Regions from separate parts of the Callithrix jacchus genome. Here region 2 is linked to region 1. The links are chromatin contacts, called in public Hi-C maps. All regions are on one chromosome and are shown on one strand. The core of a region is the stretch at or near the end of the contact, and the rest is flanking DNA. Distances in the headings are between cores, read along the strand shown. Region 1 holds the start of FAM43A (family with sequence similarity 43 member A). Region 2 holds the start of XXYLT1 (xyloside xylosyltransferase 1).

Region 1 (2,892 bases), core at 118-2,617:
GTAGGTGACGCGGTGCAGCAGGTACAGGTGCCCCGGGCGGCGCAACGCACGCTCCTCGGCGTGGACCATGCGGATACCCTGCGCACTCACCGTCAGCTTCATCTTGGTGCCCTGACGGCCCGCCTCGCTCTTGCTCCAGATCTTGCCCACAGCAAGGTCCGTGCAACCGTCGCCGCGCGCCTGGATGGTGGTGGCATTGCCCAGGTAGAGCACGGTGTAAGTTGGGTCCTCGCTGGTGATGTGCAGCTTCTTGCGCTTGGAGCGGAACATGCTGCCCACCCGGCTAAGCGCGCCTTCGGGGCACGCCCGCGCCAGCGAGCTGAGCGCCGAGTAGTGCAGGCTCACAGCGTAGCCCTTGGGCTTGGACGCCTGCCGCGGCGGCGCCTCGGCCAGCAGCTCGAACTTGTGCTTCTTCCACGGCAGCATCTCCGAAGGGCGCCCCGGCGCAGCTGGGCGGCGGCGGCGGAGCGCCGGATGCGAGCCCCGCTGAGCCACCGGCCCCAGCCGGGCTCGGCCCGGGCAAGATCGAAAAATAAAATTCTACTGGGAGTGGCCCAGGGGTAGGGAGTTGGGGGGAGGCGGGGGAACCCCTCAGAGAGTGGGGGTAAATTTTCTAAAAAAGAAAATATTCAGCTTCGATTGTGCTGAAAAGGTATGTGTGTGTTGGGGGGGAGTTGAGGGGCCAAGCGCGCACACAGACTTACCCCAGCCTGGGCAAGGGCGAGGGCAAAGAGTCTCAGGCAAGCCACAAAATGCGAGAGAACGAGCGTGGAGCAGAAACGGTCAGGAAAAAAGCTAGAAGCGCGCGTGCAAATAAATAAAGAGAGCCCCAGCAACAGCACTGGGATGGTGCGAGAATATGCAGGAACTCCTCGGCGAACGAGAAGAGGGTCCCCTAACACACACAACCCCTAGGACTGGGGCCGAAACCCGGGGAAACTCTACAGCGAGTGTGCCCAGGGGCCGCTGCTCCCCACCTCCAAGGGGTGCTGGAGACGAAGAGCCCCTCGGCCGGGCTGGTCTCAGAGACAGCAGCTTGCCCCAAGTGCGGTGGGAGGCTGGGTCCGGCTGACCGCGGCGGGCCCCGCGCAGCAGTCCCGCGGGGGCTCACTGCATCTTCGCTCCGCCAGACACCGGGGACTCGCGCTCGGCCGGCTCAGTGTCCGGGATAGCTTGGCCAGGGCAGCGCTGGGCTCCGAGGGCAGGGGGCGCGCATGGTCGGCTCTGGGGACCGCCGCTACCTCATTTCTTCCCTCCGAGGCGATGTCCAACTCCGCTGCCCGGCTCTCCGCGGTCGACTGCCCGCCTTTGCAGCGCGCCCTCTCCAGTGCTGCGAGCGATGGCCAGCTCGCCTGCTTCACATCCTTGCCGTCCGGGAGGAAGATCTCGGGTAAATATAGGCCGGCGCAAACCATTCGCCGCGCGGGGACAGGGGAGGAGCAGAGAAGAGGATCTGTTTCGGGCTCCGACGCCGGGCAGATTCCCGGTCTCTTAAAGGGACCCGGTGACAGCCATTGCTCGAGGGAGCGGCGAGACCGGTCCAATCCGGCAATTACATCTCAAATTTATCAGCATCTCTTTTGTCTACGGAAATCTCTGGGAACTGGGGTTACCCCGCAGCAAAAGGACTTGAATCCTGACACTCCACCCCCAGGCTGAATTGCAACTCGATGAATACAGGTATGTCTAGATCGAAACTTCTGGGGTAGGTGGCAGAAGATGAGATTATAGGCTATAATTTCCTAAGCAATCGTTTGGGAAAATAGTGGTTTCTTCCTTGTGTGACAGCTCTCCGAGAATAACTGGGTGCTGTTTAATATTCTTATTTTCAGAATTGTATTCGATATTAAAGAGAGAGGCACAGAAAACACCAAGGCTTATCTGTCACTGTCTTGGAACTGGTATTCACAGGTAAGCGGCAGACAGTGAAAAGTCAGGTGCATGGTAAGATGATTGGAGTGAATCCTGTAGACTATCAACAATGAATAAGGGGCTTCCCGATCTTAACCCCCAGCAAGACCCCCTCCTGCTGTCGGACCTCAGAGTAGAACAATTTTTTGATATACATACAATTTCTTTCTTTTTCTTTCTTTCTTTCGAGACGGGGTTTCACCATCTTGGCCAGGCTGGTCTCGAACTCCTGACCTTGTGATCCACCCACCTCAGCCTCCCAAAGTGCTGGGTTTACAGGTGTGAGCCACCATGCCGGGCCTGAGATAAATACAATTTCTAAGTAATGCGTGTGTAGTTAGTTTACTTCACCAGGCCATTCATGCAGTTTTATTATATATCATTGACATATTTTGGATGAGAATTCCTAGTAAAAATTCAAATGACATTTTTTATTTGAGTGACAAATACTGCCTGGCCACCCTCCAATGGGAGTGATAATTGCATCAGTATTGCTTTTATCAAGTGCCAATTGGACAGTGTAGTTGTAGTCCTCTGGCCCGATTCACCCTTAGCCAGTAACTCATTTCTGGGCCCTTGAAACAACCTCCTCACTTCTATGGTCTCCTCATTCAAAGCAAAAAGACTTATAGCTGGAGTGGGATAAATGTCCAAACTATCCTGCATCAAACTCCCAGGCTGGTCCTGGATGAGGACAGTGATCCCTTGCCACCATCCAAGTCCACTGGGGATCTTTAATGTCTCTGGCTTCCACGCCAGAGTCACTGCAGCCAATCCTGGGAATTCCCTAACCCTCTACCTTTGCCAACTTTTAACCTTCCTTTGAACTCTAATTCAGTTTTCTCAGTCATTGATGCTGAATTTCCATTTAAGTCACTTTTATGACTGCCTTTGGGTGCCAGGCCCTGAGCTAGAAGCAGACAGGATTCCTGCCTCAAGAAGGTCCTAGTCTAATGAAGACTGTAAACTTTACCCAACTCT
Region 2 (2,892 bases), core at 178-2,677, 570 kb before region 1:
TACTCGGTGGTAGGCAGTGTTCTGCTTTTTAACTGTTGTCTCTCATAAGCCAATGAGGCATAGATATTAATATTAGCCCCATTTTCTATATGGTGTAATTGCAGTTCAGCATGATTAAGTAACATGCATAAAGTCCAAAAATCGGTATGGAAGAGATTGAATTCCAGCCTGGATCATTCACCCCAGAGCTTGCTCTCTTAACCAGTGTCATATGTTAACAGTTGTGATAAAATACACACAACTCAGAGCGTGAATTACTGTTTTTGGAGCTAATCCTGACTAGAAGCTTGGACTTGGAAACAGTATGACTTGGGTTAGGATCCCAGCTCCATTATTTACTAGCCTACTAAATTTGGGTAATTCTCTAAATCTCGGTGTCCTCCGTTGTAAAATACCTCTACCTCATAGACTTGTGAGAATCCAGTGTTTTCCAGGAAAGTGTTACTCCAATAGAAAAGAACAAGAGTTAAAAATGAGATGGAATGAGGATCTGGGAAAGGTGGCCTCTACCCACACTTTGAGAAATGATGGCATAGCCCGATAAATTCTGAGACCAATCTATATATGCGTTTGTCCATTATTTTCACCTCCTCCTCTCTCAAGCATGCACAGCACTTGTACGTGATTACTTAAAAACTACTGATATATCCTCAATTCTTATAAGAATGAAGTTAGTAAGTTTTTATCTAGTTAGCAGTGTGCAACTGCCCAGGGTCAAAATTGCCACTCGCTAGCTCTGTGACTTTGGGCAGGTAACCTCGCTGTGCAAAATTCCCTGGTACCTATGAAGGCTCTTGATAAAGCGTTAAAAGTCTGTTTACAAAACAAAAAGCTAATGAATGTTGCCCTATTGGGCTTTACTACGCATTGGGGGTTCGGGGAGCAGGTTCGGGCGGCCGGCGGGGGCCCCCTGCTGGCCACATCCCCCAGCCTCTGTCAGCTCCGCATCCGGCGCAACGTGCGGCCCGGGCAATTTCCTCCCAGGGCAGCGGGAGAAGGGAGGAGCTGCCGGTTTAAATTCCCTACCTCCAGCTTGGGTGCAGGGAGAGGCGGAGAGGGCTTAAAGCCTCCAAGAAATTGGGGAGGAAAAAGGTGCAGAGAGAAGTTTTCCCTCTTGGTGCCTCCAGCTTTGCTTTTTGCTGACCTAAGTTCCTCCGTTCGGGCGCCTCCATTCCATCCAGGGCTCAGCTTGAATATCTGGCCTCTGGTGCCCGGCGCGTAGGCGCCACTTCTCAGCCGGGACAGTGGGCCGGCCCTCAGTATGCTGGGGTCCTCAATCCGCGCCTCCCGCGCAGGGTGGTGGATCCCACTGAACCCCTAGCCCGGCCTCTAACCCCTCGGAACCTAGGACCCAGTAGCTACCGCACGCTCGGTCCCGCTCCTCCGCGTACCGGCGCCCGCGATTGGCTCCAGGCGGCTCGGCCCCGCCCCTGCCATGGCCGCCGCCCGCCGCCGGGGCTAAGTGGCCGCCGGCGTCCGGGTACCCGAGGGCTCTCTCGCGTTGCCGGTGCCGCTGGCGCCGCTGTCTCGTGGCTCATGGGCCTCCTCCGAGGCGGGCTCCCGTGCGCTCGGGCCATGGCGCGCCTGGGGGCTGTGCGCTCTCACTACTGCGCGCTGCTACTGGCTGCAGCGCTGGCCGTCTGCGCCTTCTACTACCTCGGCTCTGGCCGGGAGACTTTCTCCAGCGCCACCAAGAGGCTGAAGGAGGCCCGCGCCGGGGGCCCCGCTGCGCCCTCGCCGCCCGCGCTGGAGCTGGCGCGGGGCTCCGTGGCGCCAGCCCCTGGCGCTAAGGCCAAGAGCTTGGAGGGCGGCGGGGCCGGGCCGGTGGACTACCACCTGCTGATGATGTTCACCAAGGCGGAGCACAATGCAGCGCTGCAGGCCAAGGCCCGCGTCGCGCTGCGCTCACTGCTGCGCCTCGCTAAGTTCGAGACGCACGAGGTGCTTAACCTTCACTTCGTGAGCGAGGAGGCCAGCCGCGAGGTGGCCAAGGGCCTGCTGCGGGAGCTCCTGCCGCCCGCCGCTGGCTTCAAGTGCAAGGTGAGCGGGGCGGCCTCTGGGGGCTCCCGGTGGGTGGCCCACCCCGTCCTAGGCGAGATCAGTGCGCGCTCCCCAAGGGGATCCGGGGAACGAGGGGGTAGGATCGTCCCTGAGCTGCCCACCTGCAACGTAGTTCCTGACATATGTGAGTTACCTGGGTCAAATTGCTTATTTGATTTTGACCTGATAGTTGTACAGAGGGGATCCGAGGCCAGATTTTGGAAAAGAAGTACTAGGTGATATTGAAGGGTGGAGGCTGATGTTGGTTGGGGCAGCGTGCTAAGGCAGGAGTTGTATTATCTGAATAACTTAAGTGAGTGACTAGGGGAGCTGCTGCCAGGATCCTACAGGCTTCGGGAGTCTGCGGTGGCTCCTTGTTGCCTACAGAGTCAAGTCCCAGTTTCTTGGTAGTGCTGTTGTGTTGTGAGCCAGGTCCGCGTCTCTGGCTTCACCTATCCTCCTTCCTCTACATGCATCTCATACCTTAGCTATGTATAGAGACTGGGCCTTTATACATGCCGTACTCTGCCCACAATGTCCTTTCGGCCCTTGGCTATTCTTTACTCAGCTTTCACCTCCCCTGAGAAAGTCCCTAGATCCTGGGACATCTGAAGGTCCTCTCTGGAGGTGGGGCCTGGCAGCCTGTCCCAGGTGATCCTAATGACCCTACTATTTGAGAAACATTGCACAAGTTCAGGGTAGAAAACTGAGGATGGTTGGCCATCGGGTCAGTCTGGGCAGATCTTGGGATTTGACCAGGTCTCCAAATGCCACCTTGAAGATCAGCATTGCCATCTCTTCTGGGCCTACTCTGCTCCGCTGCCAGATCTCTATCCCCTTGTCCCGAGCTCC

The links. Hi-C and Micro-C count contacts between places; a contact is called where the count stands out from the background.
Region 2: a Hi-C map of skeletal muscle shows a contact between it and region 1, with 4 times the contacts expected there. The contact joins the promoter of XXYLT1 here to the promoter of FAM43A in region 1. A contact is called at or near these places in 2 of 3 Hi-C or Micro-C datasets (both in skeletal muscle).

The regions. Positions count from the first base shown.
Region 1 is chr15:23,633,882-23,636,773 of calJac240_pri, reverse strand. It overlaps FAM43A (family with sequence similarity 43 member A), which reads right to left and starts at 1,367. Exons shown (of 1, transcript XM_008981425.4): 1 at 1-1,367. The coding sequence starts at 426.
Region 2 is chr15:24,199,410-24,202,301 of calJac240_pri, reverse strand. XXYLT1 (xyloside xylosyltransferase 1) reads left to right here and starts at 1,427. Exons shown (of 4, transcript XM_078350552.1): 1 at 1,427-2,185.